2 separate regions of the Drosophila melanogaster genome follow, and region 1 is linked to region 2. A link is a contact called in public Hi-C data. All regions are on one chromosome and are shown on one strand. The core of a region is the stretch at or near the end of the contact, and the rest is flanking DNA. Distances in the headings are between cores, read along the strand shown.

Evidence for each region. Hi-C and Micro-C count contacts between places; a contact is called where the count stands out from the background.
Region 1: a contact with region 2 is called in a Hi-C map of the Kc167 cell line, with 1.4 times the contacts expected there. The contact joins two enhancer-like sites.

What each region holds. Positions count from the first base shown.
Region 1 is chr3R:25,706,063-25,710,104 of dm6, reverse strand. The region is part of intron 4 of LpR2 (Lipophorin receptor 2); the gene reads left to right. Among named protein-coding and RNA genes, the nearest start is that of CLS, 21 kb to the right of the region's middle. Within about 2 kb of position 1,549, at least 27 of the 39 cell types and tissues checked have an H3K27ac peak or open chromatin away from gene starts, as enhancers often do. A contact at or near this core is called in the Kc167 cell line, where this site is marked.
Region 2 is chr3R:25,367,895-25,372,269 of dm6, reverse strand. All of the region lies in intron 4 of Fur1 (Furin 1), which reads left to right. Among named protein-coding and RNA genes, the nearest start is that of ND-49L, 12 kb to the right of the region's middle. Within about 2 kb of position 1,404, at least 9 of the 39 cell types and tissues checked have an H3K27ac peak or open chromatin away from gene starts, as enhancers often do. A contact at or near this core is called in the Kc167 cell line, where this site is marked.

The DNA of each region.
Region 1 (4,042 bases), core at 300-2,799, 340 kb before region 2:
CGAGGGCGAGTGCATTCCCTTGTCCTGGATGTGCGATCAGAACAAAGATTGTCGCGATGGAAGCGATGAGGCGCAGTGCAGTAAGCCATAACCGAATATTTCCTAGCTCTCTGTTACCTGCTTTGCTTTGCTTGGTGTTGGTTGCCGTAATAATTGAAATTATCGTAGATTTTTCCCTGCTTTCCTTTGGTGTTGGTTGCTTATTTATTTCTAGATACTGTAGTGCACTATTCCCCGTACTTGACTGTGCCATGAACACATGTCCCTGAGACTTGTGTTGTGACATCGTGAAGCTCGTATGCAATAATGTACAAATATTTACGCACACACAGAGGGAACACTTTGGTTTTCTGTGTGTGCGCTGTTTCTGTTGTTGTCACTTTCACATCTCGCCCTTCTCTATATGCTTTCTTTGTTTGTTGGCAATTTTTGTAATGGTGTTGGCTTTTCCCAAGCCTTAAAGAAATGGTCTTTGCGGCTTTAGCTTTTCCTCATCCCATCCATGCTCACACTAATCACAATCATCAAATCCTCCCGCCGATAACCCATAGTGAAATTAAACTAATCATTGGAATGTACTTCGGCAGATAGGACATGTCGCTCCGACGAGTTCACCTGCGGCAATGGACGTTGCATTCAGAATCGCTTCAAGTGCGACGATGACGACGATTGTGGTGACGGATCGGATGAGAAGAACTGCGGGGAAAAGGCGAAATGCGGATCCAATTTCTTCGCTTGCAAAAGTGGACCGTGCATTCCCAATCAATGGGTTTGCGATGGAGATTCAGACTGCAGAAATGGCGAAGATGAAATGGTGAGTTAACTAAAATAAAACACAAGTTGATAACAAGGGAAAACACAGAAACCGTGCAAGCAAGATATATTTATATTTTTGCCGTGTAAAGTCCGGAAATCTTTTCCCCTACCTTCAACTTGCAATGAAAATTGATATGAGCACATTATCAAACCACATACACACAAACATGCACACATACAAATGCCAAGTTGTTTAACAGCCCTCGCATATAAATATGTATTTATATGGAGCAAGCTAGGAAGCATAAATTATGCAAGACGCGAGCATTATTCAAAACTGGCAACGACGACGAGGACCATGTCGGCAACTGTTTCCCATAAACATTTATATGTATGACGCATGGCTTTTGTTGTCCGTAGGGTGGTGCCCGAAATTGCATGGCTCCGAACAGCAATAAAAACAGTGCAGAAACTATCCGAACAGTTCGCAAAAAATACTCTTTTACGAATTTACTGAGAAAATATTTTATAGTAATTCTTTAAAGCAAAAAATCGTATTAAAATTCTTAAACTGTTTGATTGCCAACAAAAAAAAAGGTTAAAATATTTATTATCTTGCATCACAAAAACATCACACAATATCGAAACACAATATAAAAACCAACTTAAAAATTTCACCTTTAAAAATCCGATTAATTAAATTCGTAAAAATAAACGGGCTATTTACACACAAGTACTCCTCTTTACAAAGCGTATAGAATGTGGAAAATGTTTTCTGGCATCTCCTAAAAGTATGCAGTACAAAAAATGCAGGCAATGGCCACAGGGACCTCTATATAAGTGTGCATGTACGTATGCTCTCGTGTGTATGTGTGCGTGCTGGTGCATAAGGGCTTTGCGTGTGCGAGAGTGTGTTTGTGAACCGGGCTTAGCTGCCTGAATATTTGGTTGGCACTTAACAAGAAAAGCAAACTGTTGTAGCAGCAGTAAAGTTAACTTCCTTTATCCTCGCCACGGGTAGAGATTCATCTTTTAAAAGACGACCTTGTGAAAAACTTAAGCATTAAGCTCTGACTTTTAAGCAAACTTAATTTTAAAAGTACCCATTTTATCTATATAATTCATTCACTTTTAGCAAAACTGCACCGTCAGTCTATTGAACTTCTGCCAAGCGGGTGAGTTCCAGTGCTCGGATAGAATCACCTGCCTGCACAAATCGTGGGTTTGCGATGGCGAGGCCGATTGTCCCGATGGCGAGGACGAATCGCAGTCCAACTGCCTAAAAGTGTCCTGTCGTCCGGATCAGTTCCAATGCAACGATCAAAGCTGCATCGCTGGCCATCTGACCTGCAACGGGAAGAGGGACTGTGCGGATGGCAGTGATGAAATTATGTGCGACATTAGTGCGACGCCAAGGACTTGCAATGCAACCACTGAATTCGATTGCGGCGGTGGTCTGTGCATCCCGAATGCCAAGGTCTGCAACCGCAGGAAGGATTGCCCGAATGGCGAGGATGAGCCGGCCGGAAAGTGTGGCATCAACGAGTGCTCCTCGAAGAATGGCGGCTGTATGCACCAGTGTGTGAATCTGGAGGTGGGTTACCGCTGCGAGTGCCACGATGGCTATAAACTGGGCGCCGATCAACACACATGTGTGGACATCGATGAATGTGAGACTCCTGGCATTTGCTCCCAGGTGTGCGTCAACGAGATCGGAGCCTTTAAGTGCGAGTGCGAGGCGGGCTACATGAGACTCCTGAAGAATCACACCAGGTGTAAGGCCAGCGAAGGACATGCCTCGCTACTTCTGGCCAGGCGCCATGACATCCGGAAGATAGCACTGGATCGACCGGAAATGACGTCAATAGTGAATAGTACAAAGGCAGCCACGGCTCTGGACTTCGTGTTCCGCACGGGAATGATCTTCTGGAGCGATGTTGCAACCCAGAGTATTTACAAAGCGCCCATTGATGAGGGTAACGATAGAACGGTGGTGCTGACAAAGTCCTCGGTGACCTCGGATGGCCTGGCTGTCGATTGGATCTATAACCATGTCTACTTTACGGACACCCACAAGTGCACCATCGAACTGACCAACTTCGAGGGCAGCATGGGCAAGGTCCTGGTAAAGGACTCCCTGGACATTCCTCGTTCCATTGCTTTGGATCCCATCGAGGGCTGGATGTACTGGTCCGACTGGGGCGCCTCTCCGCGCATCGAAAGGGCGGGTATGGATGGCACCCACCGCACTGCCATCATCACCTACGATGTTAAGTGGCCAAATGGCATCACATTGGACCTGGTTCAAAAACGCCTTTACTGGGTGGATGGCAAGTTGAACACCATCTCGTCGTCAAACTACGATGGCTCGCAAAGACATCAGGTGCTCTACTCCGGCGAATACCTGCGACATCCCTTCTCGATCACCACCTTCGAGGACTACGTCTACTGGACCGACTGGGATAAGCAAGCCGTCTTCAAGGCCAACAAGTTCAATGGAATGGATGTGGAGCCTGTTACGGCGACGCATATGGTAAGTGTATTTCCCAAATTGTTTCTTTTTAAGATTACATATATCGAGAATTTTGCAATCGTAACTGCTTGCGATGATAGCACACTTCCTATTAAATTTAATACATAACATATCCGGAGGAATGTGACCTTAAGTACAAGTGTCTGATTGCCTGGTATGTAAGTCGTCGCTTGGGAATTATGGTAGATAATTGTGAAACGTTTGAGCTTCTTATCTAAGCTACTCATTCCAAGAAACGAGAAATTAAATACATTTAAAAGAATATATTTGTAAGGATAGATAGAAAAAGTATTTTTATAACCAAAAAACTTTTACCATTTCCAATTCTAGTTGGAACATCCCATGGTGGTGCACGTGTACCATCCTTATCGCCAGCCAGATGGCGTGAATCACTGCCAGTCGGTGAATGGCCACTGTTCTCATCTTTGCCTGCCAGCTCCCAGGATTAACGAGCGGAGTCCTCGCATATCCTGCGCCTGTCCGACAGGCCTGAAATTAATGCCCGACGGGCTAATGTGCGTCGAAGATCGTAAGTAGATTTTACTGTGTCCTTTGGGTATTTTACGGCGGATTTCGTAATTGCATTTGAACATTCCGCCGCGATGGCACCGCTTTGTTGTCCATCTGACCAACGGTGGAAAATCGATGCGTGGAGATGCAGAACGCTTTCCCGCTGCGGTTGCGGCCATTTAAGTGGCCATCTGCACTGCGCTTTTCATTGCATTGCATTTCCAACTTTTCGAATTTCATTAT
Region 2 (4,375 bases), core at 155-2,654:
TCAGTCGGAGCAGGACGAGCGAAACAGCAAAAATACAAGTGTGAGTGGTTGGGGGAAAAAAGTAAAAAAGCCCAACAGGAAAAAAAAGAAAGCCGAGCAAACAAAAGGAAATAAACCGAAGCACGTAACTTTTGGTTAACCAAATGGAATATGACGGCTTTGGTAGCTCTGACCCACTCAGAGCATATCCTGCGTGGGACGAGGAGTGTGGGGGCAGTGAGGATACATCCTTATCCCCAGACACAGAGACAGACCCTCGACCGGCCCCCACCCCCCATCCACCACCACCATCACTGCACCAGCAAACCCCACTGGCCTGTTGTGTTAGTTCAAATTACCTGAAAGTCCTTTTGGGCTTTTGAGTTGCTACACCCAGCTGCATGGCCAAATGGAATGCGCAAGATGAGCCAAGTAGACCACTGCAATTTGCTGATTTTTGCCAGGAATATGAGATTCATACATATACACGGTCTTAAATGGAATTAGAGATATCTAGGTGGTGCTAGAATTGGCTTTGTTTCTGTTACATTTAATACCGCACTCGGAATTAAGAACTACCGTAGTTAAAGGAAATGTTTGTGCACTTAACACTTTGTTTTCAGTTAATGGCAAAATATTGTAGAATTTCGTTGCATGGCCAATGACATGTTTGATGTCACATTAAATTACAGCTTTTAATTGGGATTTGTAGTTTTGTAATTCCGCAATTTCGTCGCCACATAAAAATGTGCAAAAAGGTATTCAAGTTTCATAAGTCAACTTAATTTTCCAACAGCTGGTGTCAGTCGCTTAACCGCAATTATCCTGACCACTGAAACGCAGCCACGTATGAGAAACTAATTACTAAGTAGGAGCATCTAATAACTTTATGGCATTCGCTGGCTACTCACTTTTTCCAAGTCAGTTGGTCGGACAATCCGCTTAGGTCCAGTGAAATTTTGTGCGAATTAAGACATTTTTTATGCTGCTTGTGTGTCTGATAAGAGGCAGCTAAAAAAAAAAAACAAAAACCTAAAACTCATTTGGCCATTACATCCGGTGGGTGCATTGCTCCTGCTAATCCTGGCCCAACTTTGTTGCATTATTTCAAGCCAAGTTTGGAAACAAAACGTTGTGGAAATATCCAAGTTTTTTGCAGCCAGCTAGATGAATTTAGGGGGATGTGTTGAGAAGGCTGCTGGCACATTGTATGCGAAATATATTTTGCATGGAGCCCATTTCTGCTCTTTCACAACCGAAAGTTGAAAGAATATTTAGTGCCTGGCTATAAACTGAACAATTTGCTGTCAAATTATGCCTTTGAAAGGCGCAAGTTGGGCATGCGTTGGCAGGAGGTACAAAGTGTCGTAAAAAGCGCATGAAACTGTGGCAAACACTTGAGGCAGCACACAGGAGCTCCCCAGAAAGTATGCAACATTTTCGGGCGTTTTTATGGCTGACAAAGGAAGCTGCTGAGAGAGAAGGGGGACAGGGGAGTGGTAGAGGACAGGCGGAAATGAGATGAAAACTGGACACCATGTTGCAAGCTAGTTATTGAACAACAGAGGGGCTGGTACGGGGCAGGGCACAGATGCATCCACAGAGGGGCGGAGATGCACTTAACATGTGTGAAAAATGCGTTCAAGGCGAAAGCAACCAGAGAAGCTAGCTCGACCAGGTATTAGTGTGTGTGCTCCTTATTCAGCCTTTGCACTGAAAGAAATTTAATGTTTTATGACTATGAACCTAACATCGAAACAGCCTGTTTAATGAATTTCAGTAACAACACATTTTTTTTACTTGTGCTTTTTTCTCTGTGTACTTTCTTGCCGCCTTGTTTTACCGCAACAATGCGTTTATGTGTACGTTGAGGGTATTTCGGTTCTGTTGTGTTTCCTCGGGCTTCGTTCGCCTGGCAAATTGCCATAAAAAAATGTTTTCAAGCGCCACAAAATATGCAACACTCACTCTACACATGCACATGCACTTGAGAATGTGTGTGTTGCCATTCCATGTGTGTGTGTGTGTGTGCCCCATAAACTATGTTAAAATGTTGCGCATTGCATTTTCTTCGCGAATGGAACTTTTCGGTTTTGAATTAAACAACGCACGTATTTCACACCTGCCAAGCAGCAGCGTCATTCGCTCAGGTGAGGCGATATGATGGAAATGTGGAAGGCTGAATCAAAAGCATTTGCCTTGGGGGCTGGCAAAACGCGTTTATCCATATGAGTGACTGACAATCGTGAATGCCAGAGTGATAAAATGAGCGATAATTTGGTGTTGCGAGAAATGCGGGCAATGAATTTAAAATGAAAAACTTTAATCTTAACTGAAAATGAACCCAATTATGCAATTGGCTATTTAATGATTTAAGATTTTAACTGTTTAACACTTGCGTGCCGTGTTTACCAAACACTTCAAACTGGAAGTTTTCAAGCGCGCGTCTTCAGGCTATTAACTGCCATCTAGCAAATTGAAATCCTTGTTAACACACACATACACACACATGTTGAATTCACCTAACTGCAACACTGCTTGTGGGGATTTATTTACAGTTTTTGTTGCCTCCGATGGAATGGAGTGAAGTGAAGTGCTATGAAATTGAAGCAACGAACACAAGTCCGTGCACCCAACGCCTGCATTTTTCCTCCTGTTTTCACCCCCATCTGGTTTTTCCACTTTTCACCCAACACACGCACAACTTTCACTGATTGTTTAGACTGCCAACGCATCGCCTCTAACTATGCAACAAATTGTTGATGCAGTTGGTAGAAAGGGGTCGGAATCCCATCCGAGCTTACTCACTTTTTTGGCACTTGACTTGACAGTTCACCCCTGCACTTTCCTGTTCACCTTATGCAGCTTTACTTGTGTTTTAGTTTTCCAACTAGGGCTGCTGGATCGAGGGCAAAACACTGGGGAGCTGGGCCCATGAAGTGGGCGGTTGGCTGAGGAGTTTGTATAGAGAGTAACCGCCGAAACCGAAAGCCGTTAACTCGAAGAGACTGCGATGTTTTAAGTGCTTGTGTGGCAGCTTCGCTCGATTTTTGCTTCATTAAATTCGCCCCTCTTCGCACAGACTTACCATACTCACTTGGTCTATCTATTTTCCAGCCATTTGAAGCCCTCTCTTTCCTAAGTTTTCCACATTGCTGCGCCGCGTCTGTGCTTATTTACGCAAACATAAATTTACGGCTTGATACCGGAAAACTTTGCTCATCTTTCATATTCGCCTATTTTTTCCGCATTCTCAGCTATTCAAAAAGTTTGCTTTTAGCTCAGTTTAATTTCCGTTTATTTGAACTGTGTTATTTTCGAGGCAGATTTTCGTCTAGACGATAGAAGAGATAAGAATGTAAAATACTTTCAATGAAGGGTATTATTTGCACTTAAAAGAAATATTTACTATATTTATTCCAAATATTTAGAAAGTACTTTTGTGCTTTATTCCCGTATTAAATCCTCTCTTCATATTGTACTTGGTATGTGGTAAAATGTATTTTTAAGTTTTTGTACACCTTTATGATTTTGTTTCAGTGTAATGCTCACCTATACCGTATGCAATGTGTCTATAAAGCCTTAATTTCTGTTATCGGCTCTGGACAGAGTGTGACTTACCCACTTACATAAACCTAAACCTTTCTTTTGTTGCATCAGTATCTGATTTTTACTCTTGTTTTAAAGAACGAGGAACAAATGACATCCTGCAGGATTACGATAGTGGGGGTAGTCTTTGTTTAGCCAAAATTTAATTAGTGTCTAATAAGTAACGTATCTGGATAAGCCGTGCATTGTATTTTACCTATAAATTGTGATGTCTCACTCCATAAGTACTCTCATATTCCCTTAAAAGCATAAAATAGACAAAATTATGGTTCCCCAATGGGTTCATAAGGGAAAAGTAAACATTTTCACTGGCTCGCATTTCACCATTAGAAGAAGGCCACCCCTGCAGAGAAAACTGATATCCATACCTCACCACCGCGGTACAAAAAAGAAGAAAATAGAAAACAAAAACAATTTTCAACATTTTGCCTTGGCGTTGCATTATTGGCAACAGTTCCACCACGGAAGAAACTACCCCGAAATATAAAAACTGAAACAAAGATGCGAAGCACCTCAACAAATTTTGATTAATGCATTTCAATAATAATAGTACCCCCCAGCCTCCGTCCATTCATTTTCATCTCCCAGCTGCCAATTTGCAATTTGTTTCGCATTTGCACTTTGATGGTTTCATTTTATGGTACCCGGGGTGTGCCACCGATGATTTTGCAATATGCCACAGACTCGGTGGCGAATAAAAGGGGAGTGCAATTGCTGAAATTTGTTACGCAGTTACTTGCGATTTCTGGCAGAAAAAAGTTTTTCAATCATGACACGAGATTGAATC